Regions from separate parts of the Hordeum vulgare genome. Here region 2 is linked to region 1. Evidence: chromatin contacts called from public Hi-C data. All regions are on one chromosome and are shown on one strand. Each heading gives the region's core, a stretch centred on a gene start, on an enhancer-like site or on the middle of the called end of the contact. The rest is flanking DNA. Distances are from core to core; before and after follow the strand shown. Region 1 holds the start of LOC123449265 (heat stress transcription factor A-9-like). Region 2 holds the start of LOC123449268.

The links. A called contact is a pair of places that touch in the nucleus more often than the background predicts.
Region 2: a Hi-C map of leaf shows a contact between it and region 1, with 3 times the contacts expected there. The contact joins the promoter of LOC123449268 here to the promoter of LOC123449265 in region 1. A contact is called at or near these places in 2 of 6 Hi-C or Micro-C datasets (leaf and seedling).

Annotation. Positions count from the first base shown.
Region 1 is chr4H:525,146,538-525,151,532 of MorexV3_pseudomolecules_assembly, forward strand. LOC123449265 (heat stress transcription factor A-9-like) reads right to left here and starts at 3,075. Exons shown (of 2, transcript XM_045126412.1): 1 at 2,791-3,075; 2 at 497-1,354. The coding sequence starts at 3,075. The coding sequence ends at 497.
Region 2 is chr4H:525,424,792-525,430,006 of MorexV3_pseudomolecules_assembly, forward strand. It overlaps LOC123449268, which reads left to right and starts at 2,127. Exons shown (of 3, transcript XM_045126415.1): 1 at 2,127-2,698; 2 at 2,796-3,523; 3 at 3,607-4,535. The coding sequence starts at 2,375. The coding sequence ends at 4,006. It overlaps LOC123449267 (two-component response regulator ORR21-like), which reads right to left. Exons shown (of 6, transcript XM_045126414.1): 5 at 4,958-5,215; 6 at 4,432-4,582. The coding sequence ends at 4,981.

The sequences.
Region 1 (4,995 bases), core at 1,825-4,324:
TTGTGGGAACAAAAGTTACTCTCTAGTGTGTGTGACATATTTAAGCCAATAAAAACGTACCAGTAGCTCAATAACCGTTGAAAGCATCCAAAATGGAACTACTGGTACGTTTTTATTGGCTTAAATATGTCACACACACTAGAGAGTAACTTTTGTTCCCACAATTCATCAAGGGCAAAAGAGTCATTTTACAACCACATTTAACACCGTTAGTGTTCAGATTGCACTACAGGGCCATATTAGGAAGGAAATGAAGTTTAGATGTCAAATAGGGAAAAAAATAATATTTAGGGCCAAATAGGGAAGAAGAATTTAAGAAAGGGCCAAATAAGGAATTCTCTCTATAAACTTTGCAAAATCCTACTAATCTGAACTCCACTTGTGCACCTGAAGTGCATAGCGTGTCATTGTGCATACAAAATTAGCAGCTACATAGAATACAGTCTCTGCATGCTTTGCAGAAAAAGAACAAAAGAAACATTCGGCATACAACAAACTAGGGAATACCATATTGAGGGTTATTGTGGTTATGCTGTGCTTCCATCTGACAGTCCTGCTCTGACTGTGGAGATTCATCATAATCTTGAATAGTTAAAGTAAGTTCCCCGTCTTCGCCAAACCACAGTTGCATGTCATCAAAGTCTGGTAGAGCAGGCATGTCAGCAAAAATGTCCCCGGATGAACCTTGTGTGTTGAGGTTGTCTGAGGTCGTTTCAGTGTCGATGTCCATGGGCATGTTAAGTGGAGGACTTGAGATTGGTTCTGCGGTGGCCGACAAATATGCTTCATCTGCTATTACTTGGCTAGAGGTTTCAGGGACAGGGGGGCGATACTGAATAATTTCGGCCCCTGCGCCAGAAGTCTCCTGATCAGTTACAGGACCCTGCTCTAGAGCAGGGAACCTCCTTTTCTTGTTTCCATCCTCATAACGCCAGCTGTTCCTGCGCTGCTGCTGCTGCTGCTGCACAAGCTGGTTGAGAAGACTAGGGTTCTGGACAACGATTGCTAGAAGTGCCATCATCTGCTTCTGGTTCTGTTCCATTAGTTGAAGGCGTTGAATCAAACTCTGGACTTCAAGGTTAGAGCTTTGCTGGTAGTGCCTGAGATCCACAAGCTGCTGCATTAGAAGAGCTTTATCCCTCTTAAGGGTTTCCACCTCCTTTACAAGCCCGCCATATCTTCCTATTTCAATATTTTCAGTACCAGGTGAAGCTTTGACAGGTGCCTTCTCCAACTCACGACTTGCTTCCTGAGGTCTCTTCTTTCTCTTAATGATTTTCAGAAGATGCTTTTGGCCCCTAAGAAACCCCTCATTGGCCCACTCCCATCTATCAGGGTCAACTTTACGAAATCCCTAGATAGCAAGAAGAAGCATGGATAAGTTGACCAAATAAATGCATAAAACCGAAGATAGAGAAGATAGAGTGCATCCAAAACATACAACAGCGCTATTTATGCAAGGTTTTCTGAAGATAGCAGATCATGTGATGCTTCCACTGATTTCATTGCAGTGTTGAAAGTTACTCCCTCTGTACCTAAATAATTGTAGTTGGGCAGAACTAGACTAGTTTTCCCCAACTACAATTGTTTAGGTACAGAGGGAGTACATGCTTCATGAGGAAGTTTTACCAAAAGTATATATGGAGCCAAGAGCAGCAATTCATGTGGTCCATACAAAATCTTTAAGAGCAGGTATACAATCCAGTGACAAAAAATCAGTCTGCTCTTGTACTCAGCAAATGGACATGAAAGAATCGGTATAAAAATTGGAAGGAAAAGCTGGTAAGTATTGAATCCCTGGCTGCAAGAATCTGGCTCCAGCCACTGGATACTGATAGGCACTCCTCAAAAGCACAACATCATTCATCAAATACCTTTGGGTATGTAAAACAAAGTTCCAATCAGCATAAAAGAAATGCTCACACAGAAGATTAGCTGTCAGCCAATGATATTATGTCAATGCAAACCAAACATTTATTTGATTTCATTCAGAAACACCACAGTCAGGATACTATTTACGTTAAGCATGAAGCGAAGACACTACATGAAGTAGCTTCTTTCTCTTATAATACTATATAAATAAAGTTCCGTAGATGCCAAATATATAGAATCCAAAATACAGAAAGGAGTTTCGACAGCATGCATTCCATACCAATAGCACTAGAGGCAGGTTCAGCAGATAGTTATTTTGATCAGATCCACAAAATTCCATTGGTCACAAGCACAACTGTATTTCATATATATAAAGAAGGCTGCTAAAAGCATTTTGACTAGTGAATACCAAAGCATGGACAGATTTGGCACAGCTGTTTTAGCCCGGATCGTTAAGTCCCCATATTACTCCAATTCAAAATGTATTGTCACAACAAGCACGAAATTGAACATAGGAACAGCCTGTAACAAACAGGCATCGAGAGAAAATGATGACGCGTTCAAACAGGTTTGTCCAATTTACATCGGAAGCTACCCCAGAGAGTCAACTGCTGACAAAATCCTCAGCTAGCCGCAACAGCACATTACGAATATACTCCCTCCGTTCCTAAATATAAGTCTTTTTAGACATTTCAACAGGGGACTACATACGTAATAAAATGAGTGAACCTACACATTAAAATATGTCTATATACATCCGTATGTAGTTTTCTATTGAAATGTCTAAAAAGACTTATATTTAGGAACGGAGGGAGTATATATTTACAATAAAGGAAACATGCTCCGCGATAGCAATAGCACCCAATTCAACTCAAAATCATCGGAAAGGGGCGAGGAGGGCGAGCGAGGGGATCTCACATAGGTGTTGAGCTGGCGTATGAAGCTGCTGAAGTTGTTGTGCTTGAAGTGGTGGCGGAGCAGGTCGCGCTCGAAGGCGTGCGCGTCCCAGATCACGAAGCTGTTGCCGGCGTCGGACCACGACATGACCCTGTCGGTGGCCGCGTCCGAGACCATGTCGTAGACCTTGGTGAGGAACGGCGCCACCTCCGGCGGCTTCGGCACCGCCCCCACCGGCGCCGGCGCGGCCCCGGCCGAAGAGGGGCCCGCGGCGGAGGGCGGGGGCGAGCCTTTGCTTGAGCCCATGGCGGAAACCCTAGCTTCCTTGGAGATTGAGGCGGCGACGTGAGGCGAGACGGGAGGAGGGAGGCCTATCGGAGTGGGGATTTCGGATGATTTTGGTTGAATTTTTGTGCGCGTTGGGTCGGATTTGGGGGGCTGCGACTTGTTCCTGCCTGTGCTTGGGCTGCCTTCCTTCAGGATTAAGAAAGAAAGGAAGAAATCTATGGAGTTCAAAACGAGAGGAAAAAAAAAATGTGTGGTAGGGTAGGTGATATTTGTGCGTGCGTCAGACCACGCAAGGCGCGTGCCCGGAAATTGCTTTAGAATAAAAAAATAACGCAGAAAAGAAAAGCACGTACGTGTTTTCGACTTACAGCTGCGCCCTCGTGTTTTTATTCGACGATGACTTGTGGGCCTGAGTGCGTCGGGACCCACGTGTCGGCGTGCGAGAGTTACGCGTAAGGCGTGACGATTTCATGTGCGGCGAGAGTTTTCCGCATTTTGCGCTTCTTCTTTTTTGCTGTGGGGCGGAGGAGCCAGTTTGGTTGCGTCGCGTCCCGCTCGATGGCATGGGCGGGGCCGGTGGGAGCTGGGAAGCAGCGCTCCGTTCGAACAACTCTTAAAGAAAAGGACGAAGGAGGAATTCACACGGAGAGACTGATATGTGGCCCTGGAACGACGGGCCAGATGGCAAGTACGGGTGTCGCGGTCATGCAGGGGCAAGTCGCCGACGTCATTGCTGTCCTTGGGCTTGGAGTTAGACTGGACTGGAATTACACTGTCAAACTCGTTTCCACACGCAAGGACCAGGAGCTCGTTCAGTCCAGTCTAGTCCAACGTTAGATGGGCCTGTTCGACATAGAGGCTTGGACCGGCCGAATAACATTTGCAGGAAACTAGGCGTCAACCGAATGATTACGACAGATTCAGGTCATGTTTGTTTTAAAAAGTCATAGGTTTTTTTAATCATAACTAAATAAATTCTAGTCACTATCTGTTTGGTTCCAGGGATTAAATATAAACTTCAGGTTATTAAATAATATATTAAAAGACCATGTTCCCCCTATAAATGGACTAGAGGTCATACCTGGCCAAACGCTGGCCCGGCACGGCACGCCCCGTGCTAAACGTGTCTGGTCCGACAAGGCCCGCCGATGCACGTTTATTAATCGGGTCGTGACGTGCCAGCCAGTGGGTTGTGCCTCCAAACCCAGGCACGGCCCCGTTACTAAACGAGCCGGCTTGTTGGTCCGATTAGCACGCTGGGCTGCATAATTTTAGCCTCATGGGCTTATTGTTAGGCTTATTGGAACATATATTATGTATATATATGTATATATATATATATTAAAAATATCTAAAAATATGTATAAAAAAGGATCGTGTCGTGCCCAGCCTCCAGGCCCAGGCATGACCCGTTCAAATCGTGTTGTGCGTGGCCCATGGCGGGCCATGTCGGCGGGCTCGCGGGCTGGCCTGTTTAGCCCGGCCCGTTTGGCCAGGTATGCTAGAGGTTATTAAATGACATTCTAAAAGGAGGGACACTGTTGAAAAGAGTCTTAAAAAGACTCTTCCTTTGGGACTTCTTTATTTAGTCCCAAATGTCCACTTTTAGTCCCTAAAAATCCTTCATGTTTGGTTTAGATGAGACTACTTTTAGTCCCTACACCAAAGTCACTGTAAACAAACACCTCCTCAACTCAAAAAAGAGAAAGACTGATTCTCGCAGAAAAATCAATCGGCTCACCGAGCGTCTAATACTCATCCCCCCCCCCCCCTTCATCGCCCCCCCCCCCCCCCCCCCCCCTCTATCATAGAACCCTCGATAAAGAATCAAAAGGTACTTGAAGACGACTTTGAATGGGAGGAGGGTTTTTTTAGGGGTCTGCTACCAATCATCCGACGTAGGGAAATCAGTCGGGTCCCCAATCATCCGATCGAATG
Region 2 (5,215 bases), core at 877-3,376, 280 kb after region 1:
AAAGTGAAAAATCTACGGTCTTCCATCGATGAAATTGGATGAATTGTTCAAATGTTGTCGCTCCTCCATGGTGAGGCACAACATTCTCACCCTGAAACTAAAACTCTAGGCAAGTAGACTCGCTCATACGGACGTACTCGTCAATGAGATCACCGGGCACTCCGTATATAAGCATTGAGATGGCGGCAGTGCATTTTTGATAAGAGGAAAAACCTATCTTGCCAACGGCATCCTCTTTGCACTCGAAATAATCATCATAGTCGACCACCCCCTCACTAATACGGTTGAAAAGATGCCTACTCGTACGGAAACGGCGACGGAATTTTTTATGTTTGAACAACGGGTTTGTTGTATCAAAGTAGTCCTTCCAAAGAAGGAAATGCCCGCTCTCTCGGTTGCGATTCAATGCCGGAAGGTGGCCTGGAATGGAGCCACCGAACAACGGCCGTTGGCTATTGAGGTGGTGATGAACCAACACGGCAGCCAATATCTCCTCCTCGTCATCGAACGACGAATCGTCGGAGTCGCAAAGGAAATTGTGAAAAAAGAACTCGTCGACGGAATCCATTTTGTACCTTGGCAAACTATCGAACAACTTGTGGGCGTCGACGAAGGAGACGGCCGGCAAAGGGAGTCGCGGCGCGCACGAACCAGCTAGCTGCCCTGCTGGCGTTCGACGAGTGGGTCGGCGTCCGACAAGCGTGCCGGTGAGGATCTCGCCGGGCAGCAAGGCGGCTTCTTTGGTCGGGGCGGGCTGTGTGGTGGGGGCGCGGGGGTGGGAAGCAGTCGGCTCCCCGACGGCAAGACGGCGGCGGCGGGCGACGTGGGAGCGGGCGGTGTTGCTGGGCGGATGTGGAGGCGTCGGCAGCTGGCAGAATCGCCGGCAAAAATGGGTGGCGGCGGCAACGAAGGAGGCAGGCGAGGGTTGGATGGGGGAATGCCAATGTGCCACCGACCAACGGACCCGGGGAAGGAGAAGGCGAGCGTGCGCGTGTCCATCGCGTGTCCGCGTCAACACAAATCCGACTCAAAAATGAACCGGAAATGAATCATCCACGGACAAAAACCGAACGCGCGTCCGTTTGGGTCGACGTGTTAGACTACCTTTTGTGTCCGCATCGACTCAAACGAACGGTAGCGGAGGTCGACAGCAGGGAGGGGGCGAGAGACCCACGAGTCGCCGCGCGTATCGCGAGAGCCCATCCGCAAGCCTCTAGTTCAAAAATGCCGTCCAAGTTATCACCACCTCACAAGCAGGTATTCTGAATCTGAAGAATTAGCTCAGAAAAATTCTATACGATTCCACTAGCCCTGGCAATCAAAGAAGTGACGCTGCTACAGTAGTGAAGATTTCATCGCGTGGAACACGAGACGAGAGTAGTTCAACGCATCACGAATTGCCGTTTAAACAATATATACGTATACTCCAGCGCATTCCCTTTTAAACGAGGCCACTTGCAGATGATTCTCGATCTAATTTATCCTACCAAATACGTATATGCTTGCGTACGTCAACGTGAGGGATGCTGTGCAATCTGTTTTGGGCCGCCGCTCGGTGTCGAGTGAGGGTCGGTGATCCGTCGCTGTCGGACATGCCTGGCTTGTCAAACTAACGTTGAACACACCTCGCGCGTTCGTAGCTGCTCCCTCTGTAATGAAATATAAAAACTTTTAGGTCATTAACATATTGATTTAAACATTTTTATATAAGAAATATAAAGTATTTAGATCATTATAATATTGATTTAAATATTTTTATAATTTTTTATGGAGGAAGCATGTAAGAACATCTTTAGCAGACGCTCTATACAAGCAGCGCGCTGTAAAGGAGCTGGTTTTAACGTGTGCGGACTCGATTTAGACGCTCCAGCAGCCACGTAAAAATCACACGCGCGGTATACTCAATCCAACGCGTGGAGCAAAATGGTATCGCGTGTTGTTTATTTGATGCGCCCGTTAACGCGTGTTGTAAACTCTGAACTGCTGCAAATGAGACGTTGGATTGAGCGTTGTGATATCACGCGTCTGTTTGAGCAAACGTCGTCCAACGCGTTAAAAACATCATTTTAATGTTGTATATTTTTTTAAGGCGTATAAGTGGGTTTCTGTTGAAGATGCTTTAATAATCATCTACTAGCAGCAGAAGAAGAAGAGAAACGTGCGGTTATGTACATTTAGTACAATGCCATGCAAGAAGAGTGCGGATGCAGTGCACCGAACCAATGGAACATGCGGCGCCACCGATCAACGAAATCAAATTATCGGCGACTTTCTGTTGATCTCCGTCGAGACTCACTGGAGGGCGATCCTTATTTATGGGGCTTTTCCTTGTGAACTCCCGGAGCGGCCAAGGCGAAGAGGATCCAAGTGAGGAATGGTGGTGAGCACGAGCACCGACACGTCGGTGCAGCGGCGGCGGAGGCAATGGACGCTGGCGCTGGTGACGGCGGCGTCGCTGCTGGAGCGCGCGGACGAGGCGCTGCTGCCGGCCGTGTACAGGGAGGTGGGCGCCGAGCTGGGCGCGTCCCCGGCCGCGCTGGGCTCCCTCGCGCTGTGCCGCGCGCTCGTCCAGGCCGTGTGCTACCCGCTGGCGGCGTGCGCCGCGGCGCGCCACGACCGCGCGCGCGTCGTGGCCGCGGGGGCCTTCCTCTGGGCCGTCGCCACCATGCTCGTCGGCGCCTCGGGCACTTTTCTCCAGGTCAGCCGTCAGCATGCTTGCTACTACTTGAATCCATACTTGTGACGGTGCCAACTAGAGCTAAAAATTGGGACGCACTGCTCCTTGCTTTTGACAGATGGGGATCGCGAGAGGGTTTAACGGCGTTGGCCTGGCGCTGGTGTTGCCGGCGTTGTCCTCCCTGGCGGCCGACTACAGCGACGACACGACGCGCGGCTCGGTGTTTGGGTGGTTAGGGATGGCGAGCCGGCTGGGCGCCATGGCGGGGGGCACGCTCGGCGTGCTGCTCGCGCCCACCACCTTCCTCGGCGTCCCCGGCTGGCGCCTGGCATTCCACATACTCGCGCTCCTCAGTGTCGCGCTCGCCGTCTCGACGTGGTTCCTCGCCTCGGACCCGCGTCCGCCCAGCACGTCCGAGAAGAGCACGGTCTCTGTGGCTAGGGAACTCATCATGGAGGCCAAGGACGTGGTGCGGGTGCCGACGTTCCAGATCCTGGTGGCGCAGGGGGTGGCCGGGTCGGTGCCGTGGACGGCGCTCACCTTCGCCGCCATGTGGCTGGAGCTCGTGGGGTTCACGCACTGGGAGACCAGCGCCATCATCAACCTCAACCAGCTGGCCGGGGCGCTCGGCTCGCTGTTCGCCGGGTTCGTCGGCGACCCCATGGCGCGGCGGTTCCCGAACGCCGGCAGGGTCGCGCTGGCGCAGGTGAGCACGGCGTCGACCGTCCCGGTCGCCGCCGTCCTGCTGCTCGCGCTGCCCATCGACCCCTCGGCCGGGGCCGCGTACGCCACCGCCTTCGCCGTCCTGGGCTTCGTCATGCCCTGGTGCCCACCGGCCACCAACAAGTGAGTGATGATGGTGGTGCACGACCGTTCATAATTTCTGTGCTTGCATGCACTGCTGCTTACCGACTGACGTCCCTTTGCAGCCCTATATTGGCAGAGATCGTGCCGGAGAAGGCGAGGACGACGGTGTACGCGCTGGACAGGTTCTTCGAGACGATCTTCGCGTCGTTTGCGCCAGCCGTGGTGGGCATCCTGGCGGAGCGGGTTTTCGGATACAAGCCGGCGTCCGGCGCCACCGGGAAGACCGAACGGGAGAACGCCGCCGCGCTGGCGAAGGCAGTCTTCGCGGAGATGGCCGTGCCGATGGCCGTCTGCTGCAGCATCTACTCCTTGCTCTACTGCACGTATCCAGCAGACAGACAGCGCGCGCAGAAGGCAGCTCTGGTTGCGCGAGGAGAAGAGGACTGTGAAAATGCTACTTGTAGTACTACTGCTACTGGAGTTGATAGCTTAAACCAGGCATTGCTTGTCAGAAGTGACTAGCAACATATCTAAGACAGGTTTGGCTACATGGACAAAAATGTATACGCTTCTGTCCAGAAATACTTGTAGGAGAAATGACGTATATATTAGTTGACATCCATTTTTTTCATTTTTTACGACAAATAATTCCGGACGAAGGGAGTATATTTTTTAGGTTCGCTCAGGAAGGCAATTTACAGGCTTTACAGCCATTTATATTCAAGACAAGATCTCAGATGCAATTCTTAATAAATCCTCTAAACTAAAAACTAAATATGTACCAAATAATATATAGCCTCCCTGATCTCCAGTATCAAAAGCGGCTTACGAGTTAGATGAGCAGAAAATATATTACACAAAAAAAAATGCTAGCTGCGACTAAAGGAACACGCAAAGTTAACTAGGCCAAGGAGCTGCGTCAGATGGGACCAAATAATTCAAAGTTATTTAAAACCAACAACTTTCTATAAACCAAGATTCGACATGCTGTCACATAAATTATTCCCTTTATAAACCAATTACAGAGAAAAAAAGAAGATGAAATGAAAAATAAGAGCAACCATTCATCAAACCACTAAATTGTTTCCAGTGATTACCCTGCACAAAGTAAACAATTGTGTAAGAAAACAGGTCTTTCAATTATTCATTTTAATCTAAAGTGAACACATGTTGCTCTTGCAGCAGGCAAGAAAAGATAATCAATAAAATTTAATGAGCATAATTCACGAGGATCTCCAATAGGATACGGCTAGATTAGCTTGAACAGTATGTGAAGTAAAGGTTGCCGCAAGAGCTACCAAGTGAAATAAATAGGATCAATACAAATACACAACAAATAAATCAATGCATCAAAAGTTCAAAAGGACGGGAAAACAAGGTGTTGCAAGCTTGAAAGCTGACGAAATCTATTCTTGTCCAAAAGAAACAGTACCATGACTATTACGACAAAGTTGACTACGAAATGATGCTTACCTACTTACAAATCCAAGAAGCCTTCACATCTGTCCACTAAACCCAAACATGTCAGGGATGTCTCCACTGCTTCCAATGCTGTGACTCAAGCTGTTAGTTGGAGATTCGATCTCATCCACTGCAAAGCGGTTTGGGATGCAAGTACCCTTCCCAACAAATCCAAGGTTTTTTCCTCGTCCTTGATCAGGCAATTTCCCAAGGGCTGCATTAGAACTATGAAAGCTAGACGAACTGGACACTGGCTGACTTGGCCCAACA